Linked DNA regions of Sus scrofa: region 2 is linked to region 1. A link is a contact called in public Hi-C data. All regions are on one chromosome and are shown on one strand. The core of a region is the stretch at or near the end of the contact, and the rest is flanking DNA. Distances in the headings are between cores, read along the strand shown. Region 1 overlaps LOC106509624 (a long non-coding RNA gene). Region 2 overlaps RNF216 (E3 ubiquitin-protein ligase RNF216).

Region 1 (5,100 bases), core at 1,086-3,585:
ATGATGAGGTCCCTGGAGGAGTCACACTCAGAAAGACAGAAAGCAGAGGGTGGTGGCCAGGGGCTGGGGAGGGAGGAACAACAGAACGAAGTCAGAGAACTTACTGCTGCCCGGCTTTGTGACTGTCCCTGAGGCCACAGCACTGGAATAGGACCAACACACGGATCAATGGAACAGAATACTGAGCCCAGAGTCACTTATCCAGGCTTTCTTTTCTTTTTTGGCCACACCAGAGGCCTACAGAATTTCCCAGGCCAGGGATCAAACCCACACCCCAGCAGGAACCCAAGCCCTTAACTGCCAGGCCACCAGGGAACTCCTTTCCTGTCATTTGATTTTCAGCAAAGGCGAGGGGAAACAGGTCGGTGCACGGAGGAGACAACAGTCTCTGAGTGGGGCAGTGGGGCCACCAGGGGGCAAGCATTTGCTCATCCTCCAACTCCCGTCTCTCTCCAGCCTCCACAGTCCTCTGTGAAATGGGTACAACACTGCCCTCCTCACAGGGTGTGGGGAAATGTTTTGAAAAAGATAGGTGTCTAGTTGCCGCTGTGGCGCAGTGGGTTAAGCTGCGGATTGGATCCCTGGCCCAGGAACTTCCGGATGCCGCAGCGCGGCCAAAAATAAAAGAAGAAAGGAAGAAAAAAGGTGTGTGTCCACAGGAGCCAGCAGGGGAGGAAGGGTTCAGGGACCAGCCGGGGGTTGATCTGGGGCGCAGGGGAGGGACAAGCCCTGGGGGAGGCTGGTGCTGCAGGATGTGCTCAGGGAAGCCGGGGAAGGTTCAAAGGGGAGTGTGATGCGCTCCTGGGGACACTGCCGCCTGGGGGAAGGCGGGTCGGAGGGGCAAGCCCGGGGCTGAGATGGAGGAGGAGGCGCAGCGCCTAGGAGGATGAGTCAGCCCGCTGGGGGGCTGCCTGGGAGCCCCCATCCTGAGGGTCAGGAGGCCAGAGCCAGGCCCAGAGGATGTGCTCAGAAAGCAGTTTCTGTTTCCGGGGGAAGAACTCTGATACCGGCGGGGGGCTGGGAGGGCCAGCCTGAGCAGGGCCAGCCCAGATCAAGGCCACCCCCAGCCCCAGCCCCTTCTGCCTCCCACTGTCCTCAGACCCCACCATACCGGCAGCAGAAGGGACGCTGGGGTGCAGAGGCTCGAAAGTGCCCGCGGGGTCCACTTCCCGCCCGGCAGCTCTGCCGGAACCTGGTAGGCGGCCTGGAGTGGCCCGAGGGCTGCAGGTTCCCTGGCCTTGTCTCTGGCCTAGTTTTGGATGTTTTGATAAAAGCCGTGCAGGGCAGACTCCTGACAGAGCCCCAGGGTCTGAGCGCAGCAGTGGTGGTGCTGGAGATGGAGTCTTGCAGCATCCGTGTCTCTCAGGCACCAGGGTCCGAGGCCTGGGGACAGACGGATGGATGCCCCCTCCCTGCCACACCTCAGTGGCACCTCCAGTAGGGGGGTCTCCGTCACCCTCAGCAGCGCCTCCTCAAGGAAGACAGTGTGGCTCAGAGACGTGCAGCAGGGAGTTCCCGCTGTGCTGCAGTGGGTTAAGGGTCCCGTGTTACCTCAGCTGTGGCGTAGGTCGCCCATGCGGCTCTGATTCAATCCCTGGCCCAGGGACCTTCCAAGTCTCTCGAATGCGGCCCCCCAAAAAAGGAAAAACAAACAAGTGAATTTAACCCATGAGCATGCCCCAAATATGGTCATTCCACCGTCTAATCAATAGAAACCTTATTGAGAAATTTTAGGTTCTTTTCCATCCAAACGAAGCGATCGATCCCGCCCAGCTCCACTCCTCGAGCCTCACCCGGAGGCCCCGCCACAAGCCCGCAGGCCGACAGCGCCTCGGAGGACACAGGCAGGTCCTGCAGCTGGGTGCCCTTTACGTGCAAAGCTGAAGGGAGGGAGGGAAGGAGACAGACCCTAACCTTGAGAGGCTGACCCCTGGCGTCAGGGCAGGGGCCCCGGTGACCGGGGACAGCTCTCAGGCCTCCCTTCCATGAAGGCACAGGGTGAGGGGGACCAGAGGCCCTGGAAGCTATGATTCCACCAACCCCACCCGGCCTTTCATCGTCTCCCACCCTAGCTGGCAGCCGATTGTCTTGGATGGAAGGGAAGGGGACAGGAGAGGCCACTGCCCCATCCCCACCCCCCTGACCAAGCACGCCCCCCCCAGCCTGCCCCAGGCCTTCCCCGTTGTCTCTGACCCAGACCGGCTTCTGGAAGCACCAGGCCCCCTCCCAGGGCAGCAAGTCCACCTGAAGCCGAGCAGGGAGAACTCTGCATCCTGTTAAAATGGAAAGGAAGCAGGCTCCTTGACAAAAGTGCTGACTTAGCCACGAGTTTCCAAGATAAAGCAAGAAGCAGAGACGTCTGCGCTTCCTTCCTCTCCCCCTGGACCCTGCTTTCATTTCCCTTCTGGAACAATGGAGTCCTAAAGCCACTGAGCTAGGTGGGCTTCCAGGCGCAGCAGGGAGGGTCTCCCAGAGAGGTTGTGCCCGAGCCGGCGGCCGGCTTAGGAGTCACAGTGGGGCTGTGCGGGCTGTGCGGGCTGGGGGCGGGGGGAGGCAGGGGGGCCCGAGCAGGACCAGAGGAAGTGACAGGGCGAGGGGATGACAGAGGCCACGCAAGGTAAGTACACGCAGGGGACCGAGACAATAAGCAGACACTTTAAGGGCAGCCAGGTGTTCGGGGCAGAAAAGAGAGGCCTAAACAAGGAAGGGAGCAACCTGGAGTGACCCTGCGACCTATGGGTGTCAATTCAAGAGTCTGCTTTGCTTTATCTTTCTCTTGGCCACACCCTCAACATGCGGAAGCTCCCCGTCCAGGTACTGAACCCGCACCACAGCTTCGACCCACGCCAGTCACTACAACACCAGATCCCTAGCCTGCTGAGCCACCAGGGAACTCCAGGACTTTGCAGTTTATAAAGATACTGGAGTTGGGAGTTTACGTTGTGGCGCAGCGGAAATGAATCCAACTAGAATCCACGAGGATGCGGGTTCGATCCCTGGCCTCGCTCAGTGGGTTAACGTAGGTTGGTCTCAGATGAGGCCTGGATCCTGCGCTGCTGTGACCGAGGTGTAGGCCAATGGCTACAGCTCCTCCAATTTGACCCCTAGCCTGGGAACCTCCACATGCTGCAGGTGTGGCCCTAAAAAGAAAAAAAAAAAAAAAAGTTGGGAGTTCCCGTCGTGGCGCAGGGGTTAACGAATCCGACTAGGAACCATGAGGTTGCGGGTTCGGTCCCTGGCCTTGCTCAGTGGGTTAAGGATCCGGCGTTGCCGTGAGCTGTGGTGTAGGTTGCAGATCCCACGTTGCCGTGGCTCTGGCATAGGCTGGTGGCTACAGCTCCGATTGGACCCCTAGCCTGGGAACCTCCATATGCCGCGGGAGCGGCCCAAGAAATAGCAACAACAACAACAACAAAAGACAAAAAAAAGAAAAAAAAAAAAGTTGGCATTAGCATAGGTGATGTAAATACAGTATGTGTGTAAACACCACATTTCCTGGCTCTGTCCCCTGAGAGGCTGTGGGGACAGCCACACCTCCTGCCACACATCTCCATTCCCCACTCAGGGCACAGCAGAGAGCTAACTGATTCCAGGGCTGGGACATCCTGTCGTGTTGGATGATCCGAAGAAGACGTACGGATGGCCAAGGAGCAGGTGGAAAGATGCTCACCACCACCCATCATCAGGAGCTGCAGATCCAACCCAGCCAGACCCCACTCCCTCCCCGTCAAGGTACCACGAGCAAAGATAAAAAGGCAGGCGCAGTGGAAGCGAACCCGACTACTATCCATGAGGATGCAGATTCGATCCCTGGGCCTCGCTCAGCGGGCTAAGGATCCAGCGCTGCCGTGAGCTGTGGTGCAGGTCACAGACGCAGCTGGGATCCCATGTCGCTGTGGCTGTGGTGTAGGCCGGCAGCTGCAGCTCTAATTGGACCCCTCGCCTGGGAACTTCCATATGCCCCGGGTGAGGCCTTAAAAAGCAAAAAAGAAATTAAAAAATAAAAAGGCAAAGAAGAAGTATGGGTGGGGAGGTGGAGAAACTGCAAGACTCCATTTTTACACTCCACGGTTGGGGTGAAAAATGCAAAGGGGATGTTCCCGTCCTCAGCTCCAATTCCATCCCTAGCCTGGGACTGTCCATATCCCATGGGTGCAGCGCTAAAAAGACAAAAAGACCCAAAAAGATAATAGAAAAAAAAAGGAAATGTAAAGTGGGAGTTCCCGCTGTGGCACAGTGGGTTAAGGATCTGGCTTTCCCGCAGCTGTGGCATAGGTTCAGATTCAATCCCTGGTCCTGGAACTTCCATTTGCCACGAGTGTGGCCATGAAATTAAAAAATAAAAATAAAAAATAAAGAATGTAAAATGGTCAGAGGCTGTAGAAAAGTTTGGCGACTTCTCAACAAATTAAACCTAGATGAACCCATGGCCCCAGAATTCCTCTCCTAGGTGTACGCCCCGGACGGCCAACAGGTGTTCAAACAAAAACTTGGACATGGACCTGGATGGTCATAGCAGCACTGACACTCCCAAGAGCCAAAAGGCGAGAATAACCCAAATGTCTATGGCAGGATGAGTGGGTAAACAAAACATGTCACATGCACACAGTGCTGGCTTTGTCACAGAAGAGGATGAAGCGCAGTCACGTGGTTCAGTGCGGACAGGCCTTGAAAACATGACGCTAAGTCAAAGGAGCAGACACAAAAGGCCATGTATTAAAGGATTCCCTTTGAAGGAAACATCCAGAATAGGTAAGTCCCTAAAGACACAAAGCTGCCTAGTGTTTAGCGGGAACAGAGGGTTTGTGGGGGACGGGCAGTGACTGGGTAACAGGAGTGGGGATTCCCTCTGGGGTGATGAGAACATTTTGGAGCTAGATGGAGGTGGTGGTTGCACAAAACTGGGACTACACTAAGTGCTCCTTAATTGCTTTTAAAATGGTTAATTTCTGGAGTTCCCGTCGTGGCGCAGTGGTTAATGAATCCGACTAGGAAACATGAGGTTGCGGGTTCGATCCCTGCCCTTGCTCAGTGGGTTAACGATCCAGCATTGCCGTGAGCTGTGGTGTAGGTTGCAGACGCGGCTCGGACCCTGCGTTG
Region 2 (5,100 bases), core at 1,756-4,255, 97 kb before region 1:
AATAGCGGGAGAGCCTCCTTGTGAGAGGTGTGTTACAAGAATTGAGTGTCTTTAGGAGTTCCCGTTGTGGCTCAGTGGTTAATGAATCTGACTAGGAACCATGAAGTTGCGGGTTCGATCCCTGGCCTATCTCAGGATCCGGCGTTGCCGTGAGCTGTGGTGTAGGTCGCAGATGCAGCTCAGATCCCGCGTTGCTGTGGCTGTGGCGTAGGCCGGCAGCTACAGCTCCGATTCAACCCCTAGCCTGGGAACCTCCATATGCTGAGGGAGTGGGTGACCCAAGAAAAGGGCAAAAAGACAAAAAAAAAAAAAAAAAAAAGAATTGAGTGTTTTAATGTAAGGTGTTTACTCCATAAGCACTCAGTGAATATTAGCTTATGAATACTGTTCATCCCGTTGTATGTCTATTCATAATATTAGCTTATGAATATTACTCGTCCCATTGTGTATCATGCCCTACCCTTAGATTTGGCAACTTTACTCAGTAATCTTTTCCATATTCTATACTTGTGGCTCCCCCAAATTTACCTGTTGCTCTACCAAGGGCCATTCCAGTCCCTGTGTGCTTGCTCATGGTTAATGGAAAGTAACTAGAAATTAAAAAAAAAAAAAAAAAAAAAAGGACAGTAACTGGAACCCAAGAACACTGCCCAAGTTGTTTCCAGGTGCTCATACCCTGCTCAGCTACAGAATGACTGGTTTCCTCAGTGTTGTCTGCAGATCTGGTTTTCAGTTCTTTAATGCACTCATTTCTCTATTAGTTCTCTCAGTTTCCCTTTGCTGTTTTTGGTTTTTTTGTTGGATTTGGTTTGGTTTGGTTTGGTTTGGTCTGGTCTTTTTAGGACCACACGCACAACATGTCGAAGTTCTAGGGGTTGAATCTGAGCTGCAGCTGCTGGCCTACGCCACAGCCACAGCCGCAGCAACACCAGATCCTTAACCCACTGAGTGAGGCCAAGGATTGAATCTGCATCCTCATGGATGCTAGTCGTGTTTGTTACCACTGAGCCACGATGGGAACTCCTCCCTTTGCGTTTTAAGTTGGAGAAGCTCGCTCCCACTTGTTAATAACCTGGTATTCAGGAGTAAGCTCTGCCACCTTCTAGTTGAGGGGTTCTCTCCAGCTCCTTATTGCTCTAGACCCCCGTGGGGCAGGGTTTTTCTGCAGCTGTGCTTGGGAGGCAGGAAGCCTGGAAGCCTGGGCTTTGAACTGTTGTGATGATAGCGATGGTGGCACAGCAGCTAAAACTTAGTAATCACTGCCGTGAGCCGCCACCGTGTTGGATGCTGGAAGTGCATTGTCTCATTCAGTCCTGTGGCTCTGTTATTTATGTTCCCAGTCATAGGTCAGGAACCTAAAGCTCGGAGATGAGCCACTGACGCCCAGTCACTGTTCGGTGAGTGGCGGGGGCAGACCACCCAGACCTGCCCAGAGCCACCCTCTGGACCATGTGATGTGGGAGCCAGGCTGCATTAATCTGACTCTCCCTGTGCTCATCTGTAGAAGGGGGTTCACTCCATGTACTTGGTGAGGCTGTGATGCTGGTCAGAGGATATCTCAGGCTGGTTCTTGACCGTGTCAGTTTCCTTCCTGAGACTGGGCACAAGCCGTAATGTACTGTAGACCCTGTTTATGAAATGTGGACAGAATGTTTACATTGCCAGAGTTCAGACAGCATAAAGCTATGTTGCGTATTTCTGTGCACGTGATGTTTTAAATAAACCGAAAGCCTTGTAGATGGCGGTGAGATGGAAAGGTTTGTGGGGGTGATTTTCTCATTGGTTTAGTGAGGAACTAACAGTTACAGCAGGCAACCAGCAGGGGGCTCCAGAGCCTCACAAATAAGCCTCCAGTCAGGCCCTCTCAGGGATGCTGGCCCAATTCTGTCGTTCCCCTCCCCCCAGTTACCATGCCAGCTGTTCTTTGGCTCAGTGGGCGTGCAGTCAGACAAGCCCGAACTGGAGTGCCCATCTCTGAACCTAGGAGGAGACTCCAGCACCTTCGATATCAAGACAGGAACCAGGTAGGAGGTGGAAATTACAGTTAATTACAGAAGTCCAGTTGCAGAATCAGGTGACCCTGTAGTCTCGCTTTGAGGGTAGAGCACAGGATTGTGTAACGTGCCATTGGAGCCCCCGAAAGAGGAGCCCACTGGCCTCTGCAGGAACTGGAAAAGGAGCAAGAAACTGTTTATCTGATTTCTCCACACTCCAGTATCCCCTTGCTCTGATATTTATTGGGGAGTTCCCTCTGTGGTACAGCAGGTTAGGGATCCGGCATTGTGTTTGTGGTGGTGTGGGCTTGATTCCCGGCCCAGCGCAGTGTGTTGAGGATGCAGTATTGCCACAGCTGCAGCTCGGATTCAATCCCTGGCCCAGGAACTTCCATATGCCTTGGATGCAGCCTAAAAAAAAAAGTGGATGAGTGCTTGCTGTTGTTGTAATCTACCAAAAACTATCTTCAGACCTGGATTTTATATTTCATTCCCTTTCCTCCCCCCCACTTGCAAGATTACTTTTTTTTTTTTTTTTCTCCTTTATAGTGGAAAGCTTAGGGAAAATGGCAAGGTTATATCACAGCAGTGAGATGTACCCCATGTAGGAGTCATTCATTGCCTTGCTGCACATCCAGTAAGTAGAGCACCTAGTGTTCAGGGGGGGAATAACTGCTGACTCTGTGATCGATGCAGTGGATGCGCGTGTTCAGCAGTCTCTAAGTAACACATGTGTGCCCTGAAGTGAACACCTGGAGAGTTTGGAAATAATACCAATACAAAGTAAAATCATTTTCAGCTTCTCATACCATACAAGTTATGCCAGAGCGCCCTAATACTGTGGGGCAGGCGGGCCCTACTCGTGTGTGTGTTGGTATTTTACTTAAACTAGAGTGCTAGTTAGGTTTGTTAGGTCATTTAGGAGTTCCCGTTGTGGCACAGTAGAAACCAATCCGACTAGTAACCATGAGGTTGGCTAGTAACCACTGATCCCTGGCTTCATTTAGCCAGCTGAGGATCTGGCGTTGCTGCCAGCTGTCGTGTAGGTCACAGGTCCAGCTCAGATCCTGCGTGGCTCTGGCTGTGACATAGGCCAACAGCTGTAGCTCTGATTTAACCCCTTGCCTGGGAACCTCCATATGCGGAGAGTACAGCCCTCAAAAGCAAAAAAAACAAAGAAAAAGAAAAGCCGTTGAACACAGTTTGGTTTAGTTTGGTTTGGTTTGCTTTTGTTTTACTTTGTTTTTAAGAAAAATAACCCCTACCCACTGGAAGCATGGGCCGTGGAGGGAGTATATCCGGTATTCAGGTATTCACTGCCCCCGTTTGGGGGCGCCCCAGCTGAATCACACCTGGTCACAGACCCAAGGTCAGCCTTGAAATAATAGCAGGGGGAATGGCTGGAGGGGAAGTACTTTGATCCTGAGGCCCAAGGAAGGCCCGTGGCTTTGCTCTGTGTCATGATTCTCATATCATACTGTTTGCGAGTCCTTTATTTTTTTCCCAGTTGTTAGGCCTGAAGTGCCACTTTTCCATAAGAAAACAGGCTTAGCTCAAGACTACTCTTTCCAGTTGTGTACCTCTCCCCTTCTGTGTCCTCTCAGGGTAGCCGTGGCGCTGTTTGTGTTCCAAGAGCCAGCATCGTTGAAGCTGCGGAAGGCAGGCAGGAGCAGCAGGTCTGGAGCAGACCGCGCAGTTGTGTTCCATACAGCTGTGCTGTGTAGACAGTGGCTGCAGGGAAGCAGCTCACTGGCTCTGCCGCAAGAGCTGCTGGGAGATCCTCCAGCGGCAGTTCTGACAGGGCTTGTCTTGTTTCAGAATCATACTCATTTTTTGACCTGCTGTCAACATCTTACTATCAGCTTTGTTTTGTGTTAAAGTTTGCATAAATCTTTAAGGTCTGAAGCTGGGGAGAATGGAATTTCTTTCAGGGAGAGGTGGTGCTGTGAGCTTTGCAATCCGTGTGGCCCCCACCTCTCTCCTTCGTCCATGGAGAAACAGCCCAGAAAAGTCCTTAGCCCTGCGGAAGCCTCCCATTCTTGTCTGTGACCCACCCCTGTGCCTTCGCAGGGGGTATGGAATTGATGAGCTGGTGGGGAGAAGCACCCAGGACTGTAACGAGCACATAACAAGTACTTCGTAAGTGGTGCCTTGTGCCTTATCTCCGTGTTCCAGAGCGGAGACTTCTTTAAGTACTGTTATTTTTAATCACATTTTAACCTTTCAATTAAACCATGGGAGTTCTGCTCTTCATAGCTACGTACGACGCTGACGTACTCAAACATTAACCGTTTTGCTTTGTAGTAACCACATCGCTTTAAAGGCTCCCTTCTTTGTGCTCCTGCAGGTGAGCATCAGCATTTCATGGAACATCTTCCCAAGGATTCCTTGGCTGGCAGATTTTTCTCCTAACCTGTGATGACCTAGGATTGTTTGGGTTTCTTTCTCTAAATCCAGCCGTATGGAAGAATGTCTTCAGACTCTCTTCCCTTAGAGAGGTCCTGCTGTGGTGTAGCATGTTAAGGGTCCCGTGTTGCTGCACCTGTGACTCAGATTCCATCCCTGGCCTGGGAACTTGCATGTCTTGGGTGCAGCAAAAGGGGGAAAGAAAGAAAAGAATCTCTTATCTTCCGATGTCACCCGGTCCAGGCCTTCACTCTGAACTGTAGCCTTGGCCTCCTGCACTCAGTCCCCTGACTCCCTTTATGTTGTCAGTCTTGCTGTTCGTTCCCCTTACCCGATTAGAACCTGCAGTGGCTTCTAGAGCCCAGGCTTCTGACACTCTTTCAAAAGAAGGAAGTCTGACCCCTTCTTCCTGATGTCTCACAAGCGTGCCAGGTTCCCCGCCGCCTGCCTGTGTTCATGCAGATGCCTGCCTGTGTTCATGCAGATGCCTGCCTTCCCTGGGCCAACCTCTGCACCGCCCATCCTGCCACCTCCACACGGCCCTCTTCCCTCCACTGCTCTGTAGGTCCTTTTCACAGTAGTTACCATATATAGTCAGGCGGGTAGTGGATAGTGGGCAGGCTGGCAGGCAGAGGCCCTGTTTTCTACTCTGGGGCTCCGCAAAAGAACTTCAGCAAGCACTGACTATTTGACCAACCTC

The links. Hi-C and Micro-C count contacts between places; a contact is called where the count stands out from the background.
Region 2: a Hi-C map of liver shows a contact between it and region 1, with 2.7 times the contacts expected there. A contact is called at or near these places in 2 of 5 promoter capture datasets (fetal skeletal muscle and liver), 18 of 47 Hi-C or Micro-C datasets (alveolar macrophages, blood, embryonic fibroblasts and 9 more) and 2 of 2 datasets of targeted methods (alveolar macrophages and skeletal muscle).

What each region holds. Positions count from the first base shown.
Region 1 is chr3:4,117,481-4,122,580 of Sscrofa11.1, reverse strand. It overlaps LOC106509624 (a long non-coding RNA gene), which reads right to left. Exons shown (of 4, transcript XR_002342207.1): 2 at 1,112-2,273; 3 at 105-142. Among named protein-coding and RNA genes, the nearest start is that of FSCN1, 14 kb to the left of the region's middle.
Region 2 is chr3:4,215,381-4,220,480 of Sscrofa11.1, reverse strand. The region is part of intron 13 of RNF216 (E3 ubiquitin-protein ligase RNF216); the gene reads left to right. Among named protein-coding and RNA genes, the nearest start is that of FSCN1, 84 kb to the right of the region's middle.